2 separate regions of the Drosophila melanogaster genome follow, and region 1 is linked to region 2. Evidence: chromatin contacts called from public HiChIP or PLAC-seq data. All regions are on one chromosome and are shown on one strand. The core of a region is the stretch at or near the end of the contact, and the rest is flanking DNA. Distances in the headings are between cores, read along the strand shown.

Region 1 (4,053 bases), core at 38-2,537, 140 kb after region 2:
CGCTCCTTCTGTCGCGCCTCGTTGATCTCGGCGACGGCGTTGCGCAGTTTGGAGTAGCCCAGATGCTGTTTACCCATCAAATGGTCCTCGATCCGCTGCTGTGCATCGCCGACTATCAGGAAAGCGCCACAGATTTCGCACACCTTCATTTGTTTCTCGGGCATGGCATCATGCGACCAGCCAGCCGCCTTGCTATCCGTCTTCTCTGACGTTTTGTCCTCGCTGGCTGCACCAGCTGCTTCACCGGCATCGTCAGTCGTTGTGACAGCTGCTTGTGCGGAACTTGGAGCTGCATCCGGCGCTTCATCTAGCGTGGTGGCGGCTGGAAGAGGAGTAGTTGGACTTTCTTCGCTGGGATTTGTGACCGGACTGCTGCGCGGGTGATGCTGCAGCTCGTCCTCCGCTGACTTGGTCAGGCTGATGCTGCTGATGGCCTTGTGATGGGCCTCGTATTGCTGTACCAACTGTTCCTTCTCCTCCTTGAGCTCCTCGCACACGGTCATTAGATCTTGGGCCTGGTCCACGTCACCCCGAATGCCGGCTTCCTCTGCCTCAGAGAGCAGCTTATTGATCCGGGCCGTCAGATTCGCAAGCTGCTCCTGGTGCCTGCTCAGTGGCGCCGGTACATTGGGCTGATCCCTTTGCATTAGCAGCAAACGCTGTTTTCCCTTCTGGATCTTTCGATCCACATCGTGCAGCATAACATTGCAAAAGCGCAGGAATTCATCCTCGTACTGACGCTTCCGCTGCGAGGGTCGAGCATCCTCGTAGAGATGTCGGGCTTCCTCGTCGTGGATGCGGGCACAGGGGCCCAGATCTGCGCGCGTATTTATGAATAGATCGTGCGGACAGAACTTAACGTTGTAGAACTGACAGAACTGCGGACAAAAAAAAAAACCCCCATTATTTTGGAGGTGGCTCTTTGGCGCGCCACATCCTGAGCGTACTCACCTCCGGATCCTCCCAATTGACCTTGGCGCCCGCCTCCGAGGGATGCAGGTTGCGATTCCTGCCCATCAGCTCGTCGAGCATCTGCCTGGCGGCGTCCACCATTTTCCGGGGCTCCTTCGCAATTTGTGGGGACAAAACTCCGAAGGGGGCGGTGGTCCCAGTGAATCAAATGAATCCAATGGTACCACACCGACTTCTATGGCCACAACGGTGCCGGCGAACAGGTGAACACACGTGCAACGCTGTGCTCCTGCTGTTTAGCCAAAAAATTAGCCAAAATAGAATCAATAAAATTATTTCACGAAATTCGCGTGGTATCGATTATTTCGGAATAAGCCTATCGGTGCACAGCGTTCCGCGACATGAGTGGGCGAACTATCGGTCTTAAAAACGTACTAAATTCTATAAGTTCATAAAATAAACAACTTAAGTTGAATGTTTTAATACTTTACTCGTATAAAATTATTCTTATAATTCATGTCATTCATCTCTTGGATTATTAAGTTATCCGATTAAGTTATTAAAACAACGTATCTCAATCAACTTTTGGACTATTTGATCTATTCAAAAAATTCGAAAACTACTTGTTGATTAGCAAGGGCAAGAAATTTAAGTAAGCTTTCAGCAATTAAAAAAATATATATTTTTATATATATTTGAACTAATAAATTAATGTGACCGTAAGACATGTTTACCTTTGCTCTTGAATAGCTGGCATCCCTGCGCACGAGCGTTGCCACCCCCAAGCAACTGTCAGAAAAAGGCGCCAAAACCGAGCAAAGCACGCAGCTGTAAACATTCGCAAGAAACGAAAGCAATCTCGGAATTTAGCGCGCAATTCACCAGTTTGAAGCAAGAAGTGACCCAAAATGGATGTGGCAGATGCTCAGGTTGGCCAGCTGCGCGTAAAAGACGAGGTGGGCATTCGGGCCCAGAAGTTGTTTCAGGATTTCCTCGAGGAATTCAAGGAGGATGGCGAGATCAAGTACACGCGCCCAGCCGCCAGCTTGGAATCCCCGGATCGCTGCACCCTGGAGGTCAGCTTCGAGGATGTGGAGAAATACGATCAGAATCTGGCCACCGCCATTATCGAGGAGTACTACCACATCTATCCGTTCCTTTGCCAATCCGTTTCGAACTACGTTAAGGACCGGATTGGACTGAAGACCCAGAAGGATTGCTATGTGGCCTTCACGGAGGTGCCGACGCGTCACAAGGTTCGCGATCTGACCACCTCCAAAATCGGCACCCTCATCCGCATCTCCGGCCAGGTGGTGCGCACCCATCCCGTACATCCGGAGCTTGTTTCCGGCGTCTTCATGTGCCTCGATTGCCAGACGGAAATTCGGAACGTAGAGCAGCAGTTCAAGTTCACCAATCCCACCATTTGCCGCAATCCCGTGTGCTCCAATCGCAAGCGTTTCATGCTGGATGTGGAGAAGAGTCTGTTCTTGGACTTTCAAAAGATTCGCATCCAGGAGACGCAAGCCGAGCTGCCGCGTGGCTGTATTCCCCGCGCGGTGGAGATTATCCTGCGCTCGGAGCTGGTGGAGACCGTTCAGGCTGGCGATCGCTATGATTTCACGGGCACTCTGATTGTGGTGCCCGATGTGAGTGTCCTGGCCGGAGTGGGCACACGGGCGGAGAACAGTTCACGCCACAAGCCCGGCGAGGGCATGGATGGCGTCACTGGCCTAAAGGCACTGGGCATGCGAGAGCTCAACTATCGGATGGCCTTCCTTGCCTGCAGTGTTCAGGCAACGACAGCACGTTTTGGCGGCACCGATCTGCCCATGTCGGAGGTGACAGCCGAGGATATGAAGAAGCAGATGACAGATGCCGAGTGGCACAAGATCTATGAGATGTCCAAGGATCGCAATCTCTACCAGAATCTAATTAGCAGCCTCTTTCCCTCGATCTACGGCAACGATGAGGTCAAGCGGGGCATTCTTCTGCAGCAATTCGGTGGCGTTGCGAAGACCACCACCGAAAAGACATCGCTTCGTGGCGACATCAATGTGTGCATCGTTGGCGATCCCAGCACGGCCAAGTCACAGTTCCTCAAGCAGGTATCCGACTTCTCGCCGCGTGCGATCTACACCTCGGGCAAGGCATCCTCGGCAGCGGGCTTAACCGCTGCGGTTGTGCGCGACGAGGAGTCCTTTGACTTTGTCATCGAGGCGGGCGCCCTCATGTTGGCCGACAATGGCATTTGCTGCATTGACGAGTTCGATAAGATGGATCAGCGCGATCAGGTGGCCATTCACGAGGCCATGGAACAGCAGACCATATCGATTGCACGCGCCGGCGTACGAGCCACACTCAATGCGCGCACTTCGATTCTGGCCGCCGCCAATCCCATTAATGGTCGCTACGATCGCTCCAAGAGTTTGCAACAAAATATTCAGCTATCGGCACCGATTATGTCGCGATTCGATCTGTTCTTCATTCTCGTGGACGAATGCAATGAGGTGGTGGACTATGCCATTGCTCGCAAGATCGTTGATCTGCACTCGAACATCGAGGAGTCCGTGGAGCGGGCATATACGCGCGAAGAGGTCCTTCGCTATGTGACATTTGCGCGGCAATTTAAGCCGGTTATTAGCCAGGAGGCCGGACACATGCTGGTCGAGAACTATGGCCATTTGAGGCAGCGCGATACGGGCACGTCGGGCAGGAGCACCTGGAGGATAACGGTGCGTCAGCTGGAGTCCATGATTCGACTGAGCGAGGCCATGGCCAAGCTGGAGTGCTCGAATCGCGTGCTGGAGCGACACGTCAAGGAGGCCTTCCGTTTGCTCAACAAGTCCATCATTCGCGTGGAGCAACCGGATATTCATTTAGATGACGACGAGGGTCTGGACATGGACGATGGCATTCAGCACGACATCGACATGGAGAACAATGGAGCAGCGGCCAATGTGGATGAGAACAATGGTATGGACACATCCGCCAGCGGCGCCGTGCAGAAGAAGAAGTTCACGCTTTCGTTCGAGGATTACAAGAATCTGTCCACCATGCTGGTGTTGCATATGCGCGCCGAGGAGGCGCGCTGCGAGGTGGAGGGCAACGATACGGGCATCAAGCGCAGCAATGTGGTCA
Region 2 (4,544 bases), core at 1,147-3,646:
AAGGATTTAGCAATCCTTAACAAAGAATTAAGGCGTCAGGAGTCAAATTTCTACATGGCAGCAACCCACTCCGCCGGAGCAGGATAACCTGCTAGCCGCCGGAAGCGAGAAGCCTTGAGTTGAAGAAATTTTTTCATCATCGCAACGTGATTGAGAACCATGTATATTTGCAAATTTGCAAATATTTGGATGATGTGCAAGCTTTGAGCTGCGACAATTGAGTCAAACTAACCTCCAGAGGATCAACATCGTGGGCAATGACCACCAGTTGGGCCTTCTTCTGCTCGATCAGCTTGGTCACCGTGTTGGTACCGGCGGACACATAGCTGGGCTTCTTCTTGGGCTCCACATCCTTGCCCTTGGCCTTAGCCTCGGCGATCTTCTTCAGGCGCAGCTTCTTGGCCAGCGGCGACTCGGGGCGGTACTTCTCCAGCAGCTTGAACAGCTTCACGGCGGTGGTCTTGTCCAGAGTCTGGCTGAACTGGTGGATTGGTGGTGGGACCTTCAGGCGCTTCTGGAGCACAGCCTTTTGACGCTGCACCCGGATGTATTTGGGCCAGCGAACGAAACGGGACAGATCGCGCTTGGGCTGCACATTCTGGCCTGCAAAGTGAGAGAATATGTATACATTTAGCTAATATGTAAGAAATTCCGCTGCAATATTCATATATATAGAATATGTTTTGTGCACTTACCGATTCCGAAGTTCTTGGGACGCTTCTCGAACAGCTGGTTAACAACCTTCTTGACCACGGGCTTCTTGACAGCCAGAGGAGCGGGAGCCACCTTCTTGGTCACTGGCTTCTTCTTTGGCCTGGGCTGTAAACGCAATGAAAACACGCATTAGGTTAATTCGAGTTAACAGCAAATTTACGCCGATAACTCACCTTCTTGACAACCATTTTCAAGCGGTTTTAAAGTTTGCTACCGAAATAAGCAGTTGCTAAAAAAGAATTAGCACATTAATACGTTTTAAACTTGGTAAAGTTAATGGGAAAACACGCAAAACTTCGGCGACCAGCAAAACACGTGCATGAAAAATGTAAGTACGGAAAGAAAAAAAAAACCATGTTGCTTGCGTGTGTGTGTGTGTGTGTGTGTGATAATTGGGTATAAACAACACACGTTTTTTCGCAGATTTTCCGAAGAAATCTACTCCGTTTTCATTAAATTGAAGAAATATTACTTTCATTTTGATAACTTTGAAGTTTTAAGGTTTCTTTAACAACACTTCTACACACACACTCCATACACCTGCACCAACACATGCACAAAAACATGCCGCAACGCACATTTTTGTTCAAATGGGTTGGAATTTGGCAATTTCACTACAAAAAAAAAAAAGGTTTTCGGAGTATACTGCGTACTTCACGTGTTGTTTACACTTTGTTCTTTTAAGTGGCACATTTAAATCCGGCTTTGGAAGCCCACAGAAAAAAAATTATACAAAAAATTTGGTTTTGCACACATTTTCGCCGGCCGCGTAGTTTTTGGGTGAATTTCTGGAATTGTGAGCTTTACCTGTGATAAGCACGACCACGAACGTATCGAAATACTCGCTGAAAGTAAATAAAATATTGGTTTTTAGCACAAAATTCAGGACTGCTCGCTAGGCACATGCACTCACCGGAAACGTGGAACGAAAAAGAAAGGAAGTGGCAGTTCCAATGTTGGAAATCGAGTAGATTCGATCTGACCGTGCCACATTTGCACCGAAACGCCAAAAGAAGCGATATACCGAGGTGAGAGGCTATGCTTATTCTTAGCAGAGACTCGCTCCATTTATGTTTTAAAAATTTTAAGGTACATCAGATAAGTTAAAAAACAATGTTATTTAAGCGTAACTTCTTTTTTAATAGGCCAGCGCTTGAAAACGAATCAAATCGTGGTCAGAATACCTTTCGTTTAAATAAAAATAATATATCTAACATTCCATCCTATCTAGGACATACACCACAAATGTGATCGTTACAGCAAAGACATGCTCAAATTATGAATTTCTTAAAAGTGACCGATTTGTATTACCGAAAATCTTGAAAAGAAATACTAAATAGAAAGAAACTTTGGAAGCAGCCAGTGTTGGAGGTCGCGTTGCTTAAGAAAAGTAGCTTAAACTTGCCAAAGTAAATAAAAAATATTGAAATTAATATCAAGTAAAATCATTGCAAGTTCTTATTTTTTTCATTTCAATATAGAATTCAATTACACATATATTAATTGATTAATTAACAAGCTAAAAATAGTATCTGTTTATATTCAAGTGCAAGAAAAGAAAATAAAAAATATTAAACATTTAGCTAGATCTAGCTAGCAACCAGTTATGCCAACCCTGAAACTACCGAATCCAACTGGTGGCTGCAGATGCAGTGCGGTATTTTCATCCGGCCTTATTTAGCCATTTTCCGCTGTTGTCTCTCATTAAATCGCTGTCCAACAATAAAAATTTCTCGCCTGCGCTTGCGCTAAATGCTAGAAAAACTGTTTTTACCATCAAACGTGAATTCTTAAGCTGCGCCTAAACGAAACCGAGTGACTAAAGAACCAGAACGAAAACTTCGGGAAAATGGAAGCCAGGGAAAATCAGGGATAACTAACGCTGGCAGCGGGTCCACCATTTTTAATTTCTTTGTTTATTTTGTGCCCATCTTCGCGAGCGAGCGAGATAGCGCGACAGCAACAGCAAGAGAGAGCGAGAGAGAGAGAGTGAGTGAGTGAGAGCTAGTGAAGAGAGCGCAGGAGGAGTTGGATATGGAAATGGGCATGGATATGGCAATGGGCTCACTCCACGGATAACGGATCAACTGCAAGCAATGGCCAGCAGCGCCGGAAGTGCGGCATCCGGATCCGTTGTTCCCGGTGGCGGAGGTAGCGCCGCCTCCAGTTGTGCCACCATGGCCCTGTCCACCGCCGGATCCGGTGGGCCGCCCGTGAACCACGCCCACGCCGTCTGCGTGTGGGAGTTCGAGTCGCGCGGCAAGTGGCTGCCCTATTCGCCGGCGGTGTCGCAGCACTTGGAACGCGCCCACGCCAAGAAACTGACGCGCGTCATGCTGAGCGATGCGGATCCCAGCCTGGAGCAGTACTACGTCAACGTGCGCACAATGACCCAGGAATCGGAGGCGGAAACGGCCGGCTCCGGCCTGCTGACCATCGGTGTTCGGCGCATGTTCTACGCACCCAGCTCGCCGGCGGGCAAGGGCACCAAGTGGGAGTGGTCGGGCGGCAGTGCCGATAGCAACAACGACTGGCGGCCCTACAACATGCACGTCCAGTGCATCATCGAGGACGCCTGGGCGAGGGTGAGTGCCGTGCAGAATCGAATGTTTTCCCATTGGCAGTCTAGTTGGAATTTTGAGTTGCTCAGGAATTTTTTTATCGGGAGAATATATGGGGAATCTTAAAAGAGTGTGGGTTTACCACTGATCCTGAAGAATTGGCTAAGGATGCACCAGTCTGTGATGTGTCCATAGGTGTTTAAATAGTACATATAAGCCAAATTCCACAGTTCACATCTCAGCCAAAAAACGTAGTAGATCGAAGAAGTGTACCTTTTTGAATTTCTGATGCTTAGACAAATAAATCTGCATTTAAATTTTTTAGCTAAAATCAAATTAATTTTTTTTTCAAAAATTTCCATTTTTGCAACCTCAAAATGGGACAAAAAAATTGAAAAAAAATTTAATTTTCACTTTTGTAAAAGTTTGAATACAGAAACTTTCTGCTTTAAAAATAATGACTATTAAAATCATTCGCACTTAAATCGCTGGAGTTTTGGCTGAGTTATGGTATTATGATCAAATTTTAGGGGCTATATAAATTTATTCTTCTTCTTGCACAAAGTCCAACTGCAACCGCATATCAATCAATCAATATCATCAATTATAGATTGTAACATAACTTATTCCTACTCCCTTGCAGGGCGAACAAACCTTGGACCTGTGCAACACCCACATCGGCCTGCCGTACACCATTAACTTTTGCAATCTCACCCAGCTGCGCCAACCCAGCGGACCCATGCGCAGCATTCGGCGTACCCAACAGGCGCCGTATCCCTTGGTGAAACTAACGCCACAACAGGCCAACCAACTCAAGTCGAATTCCGCCAGCGTGAGCAGCCAGTACAACACTCTACCCAAACTGGGAGACACCAAGAGCCTGCACAGAGTGCCCATGACCAGGCAACAGCACCCATTGCCCACCAGCCATCAAGTGCAGCAGCAGCAGCATCAGCACCAGCATCAACAGCAGCAGCAGCAGCAACATCATCACCAGCATCAGCAACAACAGCATCAGCAACAGCAGCAACATCAGATGCAGCACCATCAAATCCATCATCAGACGGCGCCCAGGAAGCCGCCCAAGAAGCACAGCGAGATCTCCACCACCAATCTACGCCAGATACTCAACAACCTAAACATCTTCAGCAGCAGCACTAAGCACCAATCGAACATGTCGACGGCGGCCAGTGCCAGTTCATCCTCCTCATCGGCCTCGCTGCACCATGCCAACCATCTGTCGCATGCGCACTTTTCGCACGCCAAGAA

What was found. HiChIP or PLAC-seq counts read pairs in DNA pulled down with a chosen protein or histone mark.
Region 1: a POLR2A S2P HiChIP or PLAC-seq map of the Kc167 cell line shows a contact between it and region 2, with 2.7 times the contacts expected there. The contact joins the promoter of CG3198 here to the promoter of dx in region 2. A contact is called at or near these places in 11 of 107 Hi-C or Micro-C datasets (the D17-c3 cell line, the Kc167 cell line, the S2 cell line and 4 more) and 2 of 6 datasets of contacts at active chromatin or transcription factors (both in the Kc167 cell line).

What each region holds. Positions count from the first base shown.
Region 1 is chrX:6,672,686-6,676,738 of dm6, forward strand. It overlaps CG3198, which reads right to left and starts at 1,288. Exons shown (of 4, transcript NM_132109.2): 1 at 952-1,288; 2 at 1-878. The coding sequence starts at 1,053. Mcm6 (Minichromosome maintenance 6) reads left to right here and starts at 1,702. Exons shown (of 1, transcript NM_078510.3): 1 at 1,702-4,053. The coding sequence starts at 1,821.
Region 2 is chrX:6,531,603-6,536,146 of dm6, forward strand. dx (deltex) reads left to right here and starts at 2,397. Exons shown (of 4, transcript NM_078509.3): 1 at 2,397-3,299; 2 at 3,919-4,544. The coding sequence starts at 2,811. RpL7A (Ribosomal protein L7A) reads right to left here and starts at 1,746. Exons shown (of 6, transcript NM_167073.3): 1 at 1,628-1,746; 2 at 1,522-1,559; 3 at 888-943; 4 at 696-819; 5 at 233-603. The coding sequence starts at 902. snoRNA:Or-CD10 (a small nucleolar RNA gene) reads right to left here and starts at 99; the gene lies at 33-99.